3 separate regions of the Mus musculus genome follow, and regions 1 and 3 are each linked to region 2. Evidence: chromatin contacts called from public Hi-C and HiChIP or PLAC-seq data. All regions are on one chromosome and are shown on one strand. The core of a region is the stretch at or near the end of the contact, and the rest is flanking DNA. Distances in the headings are between cores, read along the strand shown.

Evidence for each region. Hi-C and Micro-C count contacts between places; a contact is called where the count stands out from the background. HiChIP or PLAC-seq counts read pairs in DNA pulled down with a chosen protein or histone mark.
Region 1: a contact with region 2 is called in an H3K4me3 HiChIP or PLAC-seq map of embryonic limb bud, with 3 times the contacts expected there. The contact joins the enhancer-like site here to the promoter of Arhgef12 in region 2. A contact is called at or near these places in 1 of 39 promoter capture datasets (cranial neural crest), 1 of 484 Hi-C or Micro-C datasets (cerebral cortex), 3 of 115 datasets of contacts at active chromatin or transcription factors (astrocytes, embryonic limb bud and extraembryonic endoderm stem cells) and 1 of 9 other capture datasets (embryonic stem cells).
Region 3: a contact with region 2 is called in a Hi-C map of liver, with 1.8 times the contacts expected there. The contact joins the enhancer-like site here to the promoter of Arhgef12 in region 2. A contact is called at or near these places in 3 of 39 promoter capture datasets (cranial neural crest, liver and pre-B cells), 1 of 484 Hi-C or Micro-C datasets (liver), 2 of 115 datasets of contacts at active chromatin or transcription factors (embryonic stem cells and extraembryonic endoderm stem cells) and 1 of 9 other capture datasets (embryonic stem cells).

Annotation. Positions count from the first base shown.
Region 1 is chr9:42,528,238-42,531,891 of GRCm38.p6, reverse strand. The region is part of intron 19 of Grik4 (glutamate receptor, ionotropic, kainate 4); the gene reads left to right. Among named protein-coding and RNA genes, the nearest start is that of Tbcel, 58 kb to the right of the region's middle. Within about 2 kb of position 1,526, at least 39 of the 459 cell types and tissues checked have an H3K27ac peak or open chromatin away from gene starts, as enhancers often do. A contact at or near this core is called in cerebral cortex, embryonic limb bud and extraembryonic endoderm stem cells, where this site is marked.
Region 2 is chr9:43,103,872-43,107,161 of GRCm38.p6, reverse strand. Arhgef12 (Rho guanine nucleotide exchange factor (GEF) 12) reads left to right here and starts at 1,444. Exons shown (of 41, transcript NM_001359232.1): 1 at 1,444-1,983. The coding sequence starts at 1,952.
Region 3 is chr9:42,511,140-42,514,679 of GRCm38.p6, reverse strand. It overlaps Gm16322 (a long non-coding RNA gene), which reads right to left. Exons shown (of 8, transcript XR_001779127.2): 8 at 3,037-3,540. Among named protein-coding and RNA genes, the nearest start is that of Tbcel, 41 kb to the right of the region's middle. Within about 2 kb of position 2,164, at least 19 of the 459 cell types and tissues checked have an H3K27ac peak or open chromatin away from gene starts, as enhancers often do. A contact at or near this core is called in liver, where this site is marked.

The sequences.
Region 1 (3,654 bases), core at 277-2,776, 580 kb after region 2:
AGGCTGAAGGCTCTGCTTTGAATCTAGATTTGGGTGTGGAACCTTGGGCAATGAATTTTAATTCTGTACTTTTGTTCCCTTGCCAGGAAAATGGAGCCACAACTTGTCAAAGGCAACTTTACAAGATTAAAGTTAAAATAGTTTTCAAGGGCAGAGTTAAAATCTTTAGCATGAAACCTTGCTTATAGTAAACACTCCTAATGGGAGCCTTCATATTTTTGGAGCATATCACATTGCCATCAGATTTATTTAGAAGTTACCCATTAGCGATGAAAAGTTGGACAGTCCAAGTTCTCTGTCTTTTTAATGTTTTTATGTAGCAGGAACAGTGTGTCTCTTTTCTAGCCTGTCTAATAATTGGAGGAGATTTGGAAAGTGGGATGTTTGAGCTTGTATTGTGGACCGTGATGAAGTGTGCCTCTCCCGTAATTGCAAGGTTTCTCTAATGCGTCTTCCAATTTGTATCCTTCTTCCTGATTTTCCTCCACCTGTCTTTTCTAGAATCTGCCGGTTCTAAGTGAAAGATGTCACGGTGAGGGCAAGCAGAAATGGCAAGCTTTCTCCTTCATAGTGCCATGCAATGCAAATGGTTACTGGGAAGGTCGTGTAGGTCACTCTATACACTCTAAAGGAGGAGCTGCTGTTTACAGCAAAGAGTCCCATGGAGATGGCCCTGTCTGATATGTCCACATGGCTATAGAGGAATGCGACTCTAAAATGATAGAAAGCCTCATGGTTCCAAGAATCTATGTTTGCATAAGATACTTTTGGAAAGTCTGACACTGCTCAGAGCTTAGCACCTAGTACAGTGCCCAGATCATGGAAAATGTACCACAAAGATTTGTTCATCAGCATCAAAGAGAACATATGATGTCACTTGTGGAGACCATGAGTCTTGTCTGTCCTTTCTCTATATCTGTATGGTGTAGCTGCCCCTCACCCACCTACAAACCATTGTTCCAAAAGAGAACAGCATGCATTGTGTCTTAGGTACAGATAGATACACTGTTACTTGGAATTCAGTTAAAGGTTGGGAGCTTCTTCTACTGGAATCTCAGAAATGATTCTTAGCTAGGCTGAAAGGAAGGAGGGGCAGGTGGGTGATTTGAGTCTCTTCACTGCGGTATCTCCTGATGACGTCTGCTCCCCAGTCACATTCCAGAGACAAAGAAAATGATGCATTTCATTTGGGAGCTAGTATTTGTATTTGTGGGCAATCTGTGAGTGACACCAGAGCTAGTATTCCACCAACCGGGGATTTGCGAGGAGACTCTGAATCTATTTGAGCTAATGTGTACTGATTGCTGAAACACAGCTGAGGCTCCGGCTCCGGGTGTCAGGAGGAAAGCCCAGTTTTAAAGCCATCTGTCTAGGTGGCTTATGCACTGTCCTGTGTACTGGAGGGGGCAGAAATAGTGACTAGATGATTTCCTAGTCCCTCTTGCAGGTGCTAAGGCATCTGGAAGGGCGGCCAGGATCTTGCAGGCTGGAGCAAACCCCTTCCCAGCCCCAGCTGATGAATGGCTGTGTTCTGTGGAAGGCATTAGACTTCTAGGGGGATGACTGATGACAGTGTTAAGCAGAATGGCCCAGCTCTCTGAATGTGCCCCTCCCCCCTCCATCTGTTTCTCAGCTCTCACTCTGCCAGCAATCTATTCTTGCTTCTACTTTCCAATAACTTCCTAAAGGCATGGCTGGTATACAAGCCTCGCTCTGAAGAAGAGGAAGAAGAGGCCACTCAGCCAGGAGTTAGCACGCTGGAGCCAACACCCATGATTAACAGGTTGGCCGTGAAAGTCGAGAAGCTAGGAAGAAAGACTGGGCCATTTGGTGGCTCTTGGCCTCTACCAGCATCTCATTAAATCCTCAGCTCCTTCTGAGAACATGTCTAGATCAAAGCAGAGTTAGAGTCGTCTGAGTGCAGAGCACATAGTCCCTTCTTTCCCTCCCCAACTCATCTAACATGGGGACCTATGTCATGGATTTAGCCATGTGAGTGTTCTGCTGCCTTCAGAAGGTCTGGAACATCTGGCTGGAGCCCTCACTGAGAGTCGCCATGGTTTACAGTTACCACACACACATTTAATGAGTTCACAATGAGGACCCAGAGTTTTGTATACTGTAGGCCTCTATATCTCAGCTGTCTATCTCTTTCCTTCTTTTTTGGGGGGGGGAGGGGTGGGACAGGCAGGGTATCTCTGTGTAGCCCTGGCAGTCCTGGAACTCACTTTGTAGACCAGGCTGGCCTTGAACTCAGAAATCCATCTGCCTCTGCCTCCCAAGTGCTGGGATTAAAGGTGTGCGCCACCACTGCCTGGCTATCTCTTTCCTTCTGATCTTTTATTTTTCTTCATTTTGTGTGTGGGTATATGTGGTGTGTGTGTGTGTGTGTGTGTGTGTGTGTGTGTGTGTTGATGTGTTCTCAGGGGTACAGGTGCATGAGTGCCTGCGTGTTTGTGTATGTGGAGTCCCTCAGACTGGTCTAGAATCTTCCTTTATCATTTCCTACCTTTTCTTCTTAAGGTTCTAGCTCTCAATCAAGCCCAAAGCTTACTGACCCCGCTAGTGTGGCTAGGCAACTTGTTCTTTCCAACGCTGGAATTATGGGCAAGCAATCACAGTCATAGGGCAATGATGCAGAATTCTTGGTATCTGGACTCAGGCCTTCCTGCAGCCTCCTCTCCAGTCCATTCTGGTCTTTTATCCACCCCCCTCCCCCCAAGGCCTGGTTCTTCCCAATGAATTTAGTCTAATGAGAAATCTAGATTCATAAACGTAACTACCATGATTGTTGTGTGCACACAATTAGAATGATGCACAGTGTGTTATTAGTGAGGTGCAAAGACAGAAGAGCTGACAGAGTTGTGTATGATCAGGTAAGCCACCAAGATAAGGTAGCCCCGTGTTCAGTGATAATGGATGAGGTTAGCCAGGATGTGTGTGTGTGTGTGTGTGTGTGTGTGTGTGTGTGTGTGTGTGAGAGAGAGAGAGAGAGAGAGAGAGAGAGAGAGAGAGAGAGAGAGAGAAGAAATGCTGGACTAGTTATTTTTTGCGCTATCTATTAGCAGATAACCTGACAGACACATCTGTGGGGAGGAGGAATTTAATTTGATTTTCGGTTTCCAAGAAATTTCAGCTCCCTGAGGAGGGAAGGCCAAGGTACAGGTTCTGTCCACTGAAGCTTTAAAGCAGCGATTCTTAGCCTTCCTGATGCTGTAACCCTCTAAGACAGTTCCTCATGCTGTGGTGACCCCCCCCCACCATGAAATTATTTTCATATCAACTTTATAACTGTAATTTTGCTCCTGTTATGAGTTGTAATGTCAATATTTTTGGAGATAGAGGTTTGTAGATGGGGTCATGGTCTCAGGTTCAGAACTGTTGCTTTAAGCTATTTGAAGAGGCCCACATTCACATGGCAGCTAACCAGAAAGCATCAAGAGTTCAGTCTGAGTCAGAGGGGCCCTAGCCTGCTAGTGACCCATGCCTGCTAGCTGAGCTCCATATCCCAAAGGTTCCACAATCTTTTGCAAATGATGCCACCAGCTGGAGACCATGTGTTCAAATGCATGAGCCTTGGGTAATATTTCAGACCCAAAGCCACAGAAGTGCTTGAAAAGATTCAAAGTGCACAGACAGGAGCACCAGGGCATG
Region 2 (3,290 bases), core at 195-2,694:
AATTATTTCCTTTCCACACCCACTGTTTATTAGATTTGATTTCCACAAAATGGCCGAAGTCTCTTCCCACCTACACGGATTGAAGCTCAGAAGAGACTGAAGATAATTGTATAAAAGGAATAGTCGCTTGATGTTTACAGGCAGAATTGGAGAACTATATTGTGTCGTGGTCCCTCATTTCCTCAGGGACAGATTTATTCAATCAGAAAACTACATGGTTAGCTGAATGTCTCTACCCCATCGAAAGAGAAACCAGAAAACATTTGGGAACTCTTCAAAGGGATCCCTCGTGCTGTGCTGTTTACCGGACAGATGTATTACTTCTTCCATCTCTTTTCACAACACGCTTATTAACTTGCTGTGGAAAGCACCATGCGTTCTCAATTTGGCAAACAATACAGTTCATTTTGCCAAGGCAAAACAGCCTAAAAGCAATATTTATATCAGGAACTCCTGGCTTAAGTGTGGGCCCAGATCCTTTCTCCACAGCCTCTTCTGGCCATCCCCCCACCCCTTTCCCCTCCGTGCTGTGGGACTAGGCCAGCAGGTGCCCCAGGTGATTGGCTCACCCCAAAACCTGTGTGTGTGTGTGTGTGTGTGTGTGTGTGTGTGCGCGCGCGCGCAGGTTTGCCTAACACTGTCGGGGGCCCGTGGACCTGGGCTCGCACGCAGTCATCAAAAGCATTTGACACCGGGAACGAATACATTCTCTTAAAGAATAAAAGTTTCCAGCCCGGGAGTTCCGAAGAACCTCTAAACGTGAACTCCTCGAGACTGTGGAATGGCTCCTCTGCTGTCCCGGGTGGATTGTACACTGTGGGCTGCACCTCGAGAGCATTCGAGGGGCAAGAAGGCAGCAGTGCCCGCTTCGCCACACAGAACTACTTTTTCGCTTCCCTCTATCCCCCGCGACAGCACTGAGCGGAAGTATCTGCTCAAGTTTGGAGAGTCCGGGAAGCGGAGGGATCCCGGGTGAAGCGGCTTCCCGAAGTCCCAGGGAGAAGGGCCCAAAAAAGTCGGCGGGGGAGGGGACGGCTCGGCGCGCTCCAGTCGCGCCGGGCCGAGGGGACAGAACCGGAACCGGAACCCGCGCGCGCGCCCGCCCGCAGCGGTCGCAAGGCTCGTCACCGCCGGCGGCCCCCTCCACCCTGGGCGCGCTCCCGCGAGTGCCCCTGAGACCGGGCGAACGGCCCTGCGCACCGAGCCTCCACCGCCACCGCCGCCGCCGCTGCTCGGGGGCCGGGCTTCCGGGCCGGGCCGAGACCTCCCGCTCCTCGCGGGAGCCGCCGCCTACCAGAGCGTCGGGGAGGAGCCGCCGTGCCACTGCGGAAGAAGCGCGGGGGCCTCCGAGGGATGGGGAGCTGCCCCGGGCGCTGAGACAGGGTCCCTGTCAGCGCGGCGGCCGGAGCCGGGTGGGGGCGGCGCGGAGCAGCTCAGGGCCCTCGGCCCGGGGACATGGGGCGGCGCGAGTCCGGCGCGGGACGGTGTGAGACGCGGCGGAGGCTGCGGCCACGAGTGGCCCGCAGCCCCAGATAGAGCGGGGACCCGAGGGCCGGGCCCCGCCGACTCGGGACCGAAGCCGACGCCCGTCCCTGAGCCGATCCTGCCCCAGCTCCGGAGGGATCCCGGTTCCCGTCCTACGGCTCGCGACTTCCCTCTGTGACGAAGTTTTCTCTCCGTGCCTTGCTGAGGATCGTTCTTAGTTCTTGAGCTCGCCTTGTGGCCGACTTGCTCGGTTTGTTTGGGGAGATAACTTGTTTTGCCTCAGCCCGCATCCCCTTTCCTTGACCCCTTGCAATCGGATGTTCTAGATGACTGAATGGAGTTTTGAGTTGGACTTTTGTGTCCCTGCCGAAATTGGGCCTGATCCCAGAGCACTGGGGGTGGGGTGTGGAGGTGTTACTGTAAAATGCAAGTTGGATAAAAAGAAGACCTCTCGCCAAGGGCCCCAATGAGTGGCACACAGTCTACTATCACGGACAGGTGGGTATGAAGTTCCTCGGTCGCTAACCTTCCCTGGATTCGGTCCCACGCAGCAGGGGAGTCGGTGATGCAGATTTGCCTTCAGCTAGTGCAATTGACAGGCATAGGAAAGAGGGTTGTTTCGGAGCTGTGCAATTAGTCTAGGGTTGCTGCCAAGTTAACCGGTTGATTGAATTTGGAAATGCAGGTTTTTTTGGGAGAGAAACTTTCCCCCATATTCTCAGAGGAAATGAAGGAAAACCATGATTGTGGTTTTCTGTCGGGTGCATTAAGATTGTGTACTCGTTTTGGAACCAGAGGGAGGTCATTTTGGGTGAAGGTCAGAGCTTGAGGTCGGTGGGTACTGGTGCATCATCGGGTGGATTCCTGTCCTGTGGTAGTTCTAGACTCACAATTTTAGGAGTTTCTGTCTGTGAACTTAATTTTCATCCTGCTGCATTGTGATTTGTGACTCTGATCTTTTTACGTGTTGACCTGCACAGTGTTTAATTATTAATTACCTAATTTTCCAGAATGTTGACATTACCAGTAAATCACGGGTTCTTGCTGGGGACAGTTTCCAGGAGCTAAAGGAAATGAGGGAAAAATCATGGGGCCTGCTTCTAATTATTCTTTTTTTTTTTTTTTTTTTTTTTAACATTTCATCTTTCAGAAGCCCTAGCATTTAAAGATGTAAACTCTAGCTCTGGTTTAGGCATGGCAGGTGGATCTTGTTTGTTAATCGGGTGACACGGTGTGGTGTGTAGAGTATGTAGTCCAAGTGTAGTTCTTAAAGAGGTCCTTTGAGTTCTTTTTAGTGAAAGCAAGTTGCTTCCTTTAGCATATTTTATTCCTCAACTAAATTATGACATTGCATGTTACTTCCAAATTTTATCTTGTTGTTTTTTTTTCTCAAATTGTTGTCATAAAACAAAACAAAACAAAGCAAAACAAAGTATTGAAGCAGAAGGCCAAAAGTCTTCAAGAGCAACATTAGTGCTCCAGCGGAAAGCAGTTTAGTTTCCTAATGAGAGAGTCTCACCCAATTGTGCGACTCATTTGTTGATTTTTAAAGGGGCCAAATTCCATTATCATACCATAACAGCTTCTCCAGAGACAGGGCTTCCCTTTCCTGTTGATGCTTTCCAGTGTCACATGAGTGTTCACCTAAAAGATGCCCTAAATATTTAAAGTACTTATGTTTATCCTTTGTTTGTCTGCTTTGCTAGGCAGGGTTTCATTTCGGTTTTCCTGCTAATACAATGTACTTCTATGTAGAGACAGTTGTCAGGGCTCTTCCTGTTACATCTACCATCCTGGTCCCTCTC
Region 3 (3,540 bases), core at 915-3,414, 590 kb after region 2:
GGTGAGGTGTGAGCTTGGTATGTGTGGATAGCAGTTTAGCATAGATGAATAGGTTCTTGTCAGTGGGTTTAAAGGGGTATATGTGAGTATGAAATGTGTGTGCGCACACTTGTGTGTATTGTCCATGTACTGTGTATGGTTTGTAAGGAACATGGTGGTATGAGAGCATATGGCATATATGTGGTGTGTGAGTGTGCAGTAAGTGTGACAATCTAGCACAGATTAGACAAGTTCTTGCCAGTGTGTCAGTGTGGTATAAACGTGTATGTGAGAGTTGGAGGTCAGTGTTTGTATGTGAGTGTGTGTGGCAACAGAGCACAGTGGTGCTAGTTCATACATGGTGGAAGACGACCTCTTAGCACTTGGGCCTTTACCCTGTGCTTCTGGGAGGCAGAGTTGGGCTTCCGACTTCCCACAGCTCAGTTCTTACTTAATAGCTTTCGGTGTCATTTATTTCTAAGCTCAATGTAGATGCAGATGCATGCGGCAGGAGGTATTTCGTTCCCTAGTTTCAGTTGAGTTATGCCGTGCCTGAGCTGACTTCTTAAAACCTGCTTGCCACTCTCAGCAACTGAAGCTCACCCACCGTTCCTCCAGCTTGAGTGTGCCATGCTACAGAGTGTTCTGTGGTGGAGTGACTGAGCACCCAGTGAGGAGAGGGCCAGGGCACCGCTCTCCACCCCAGACTCACTCACAGCTACACCGGTTCCTCACAGAAGACCACCTTCAAACCAACACAGCAATGGACTTGTTAAAGACTGCGTGTTCCAACTAGATACAAAGTCCAGAATTCAGAGACACTTAAATTCAGATAATCTGTCTTTTTGCTTAATGTGATGGAGCAGCCAAGTTGCTGGGGCTGCTGTTGTCTGAAGAGAATCCAAGGCTCTTGTTGAATTCAGCCTCCTGACAGCTTCTCACTTCCCTTTCACTCTATCCAAAGATCCACCTGCATTTATCTTTTGATGTCAAGCTGTTCCTCCTGCCTTTGTTCTGGTAGTTTCTACCTGCTAAAGTTTGCCCATATTTAAGCCCTGGTTTAAATGCTATTTCCCCATGAGCACATCTAAAGTAGAGAGAACCATGTCTTATTTCCACCACTCTGGGCCTCCCTTTATGACTCCTATGGCTTCCTGCGTCTCTTCGGCATGATATGTGCTGTCCCTCTCCCCACATCCCCCTTTCCTAGCAAGGCCTTTAGGAGTGTGGAAAAATGTGCCTTTTGTTCCTTCACAAGGGACAGGATTCCTGGCACATGCTTGAGTCCCATGAATGAATTCATGAATGAATGAGGCAAATCAGACAGAGAGCAAATATACATAAAACTGTAACAAGTGTGCGAGTGAGTGGCAGGGATATGCTAATGCACCCTTGATTCAAAGCAACCGAGCCAGGAGCAGCTTAATAATTTATAACAAGCCAAAGTGTGACATCATTCATTTTCCTGGTCATTCGGTCTGTGGGGAGGGCAAGATGATAATATCTGCAGGTGGCTAGGGACCCACCTGAAGGGTAAGGGGATATTTACTTACCGGTGACTGCTTGTCTTCCACACAGGCTACAAGAATCCAGTCTCCTGACTCTTAAGCCTGTTCTGAGAAAAGCCAACTTGCTCCTGTCTCCCTTCCTGACCCCCCCCAAAAAAAATCCCAGATGAAATGATCAAACCTTGGGCTGTGGACGATCCATCCTAATGGAAGTTCATCAGGGTGGTACTTGCTCAGAAACAGTCTTCTTTGCCAATATAGTTGAAACCAACCTGGGGCCCTTTGCATTCACAAGGAAAAGGTCTACTTCCCCTGGTGGTTGGCTTTAAAATGTGGAAATAGCATCGTGGTTTGAAGAACAGCAAATTATAGTCCTAGCAGGTCAAGTGTTTGTAAGGGGAGGTCTGGCCCATTTTGACAAGTTCAAGAAAATGCTGCCCCTTTCTGATTAAGTGTTGGTGTTCAGATGGAAGAAAAGAAAGGCTGCTGAAGAACCTGCGCCCCACCCACTATGGTCTATAGGGCAAAGCATTCGCTCCTGTAATTCTCCAAGTAGCATCTCCCTCCCTTCCTCTGAGTTAAATCTTATTGTTTCGAGGCTGGGAAATGCCACACCCATAGTCCTGCAGGCAGGGCTGCTAGGCTCCAAATTCAGGGTTAAGGGCAAAGTCCTTGTTCTTCCCAGAATGGAATCAGTCCCTCGGCCTCACTTCCTCTGAGCTCACCTGAGCAGATTGTTCCAGAAAGGGCAGAGACTTGGCCAGGGGCCACATTAGCTCAATGTTTCACCAGCTTCTGCTTTTTGCTGATGATAAATCTCTCTGATCTCTCTGACTCTGCAATCCTGTTTCTCCCTGATATTTTTGCATTTGTTTTCTGTTTCAATTTTCTTCTATGATGCTCACAAATACATATCTCTTAAGAGATGGCATTGGATTAGAAGTGCCATTTTATTAAGGTCTCTCACAATGGTTTTTACTATTAATAACAGTGAAGGTTTATGGCTTAAGTGTAGCTATGTCAACTCAGCCAAGGCAGTTATTTAGTTGAAGTGAGCATCCAGTGGCTCCAATACTCCCTCCCAGCCCCACTCCAGCCCCAGAGTAAGAAAGTCAGGTCCAGTGATCAGACAAAAATAAATCCAAGGACAACTGTGTACAGCCTCTATAGCTCTAAATTTGCCATCTGACTTAAGTATCTAGAAGAGGCTCCAGTAGTTGGCTGCTTCGTCCCTGACCATTAAGGACTACACTCAAGCCATTGTGGTTAAAAAAATGCAGCGCTATAAATTTGAAATTATAAACCTTTACTGAATGCTAGGCGTATATTAATAGGGAAGGGGGACACCTGTGGGTACAGCCAAGCAGTATGAAGATGGATGGGGTCAGTTGGGAAAGGTGGGAGACTTTATCTGGTAAACTTGCTAGAGCTGACAATCTATTTTGCTCAGGGGTGACAAGGAAGATCATGGGTACAAAGCAATGTGTTCACCTGTCACTAGAATATGTGAGCTAGTGTAATCAGATACAGACTAACCAGAGGATAGGTGATTCTTTCTTATTTTTTTTATTTTAAATACTTTTTATACAATATAGTTTGATCACAGACTTTCTTCCCTCAGCTCCTCCCAAATCTTACCCACCTCTCTAATTTCATATTCTTACCCACCTCTCTGCCCATCTAATTTCATATTCTTTCTTCCTTAAAAAAGAGAAATTTTTAAATTAAAATAAAGACAGATAAATAAACTTAAAAAAATACACCCAAGTAGACAAAGCTATCAAAATAAAACAAAAAGCACACAAAAAAAGCATGGTGTCCATTCTGGGTTGGTCAACTACTCCTGGACATGGGTCCTGCCCTAGGGTGTGGTTAATATATATACTCAGTGATACCACATTGGAGAAAATTGATTTTCCCTTTCTCAGCAATTATCCATTGAAATAGCTTCTTGGTGAGGGGTGAGACTTTGTGTCAGTGCTGGTGTTTTGTCTGATTTGGACTCATACAGGTCTTGCGCTTGCTGCTACAGTGTCCATGGGTTCACAGGTGG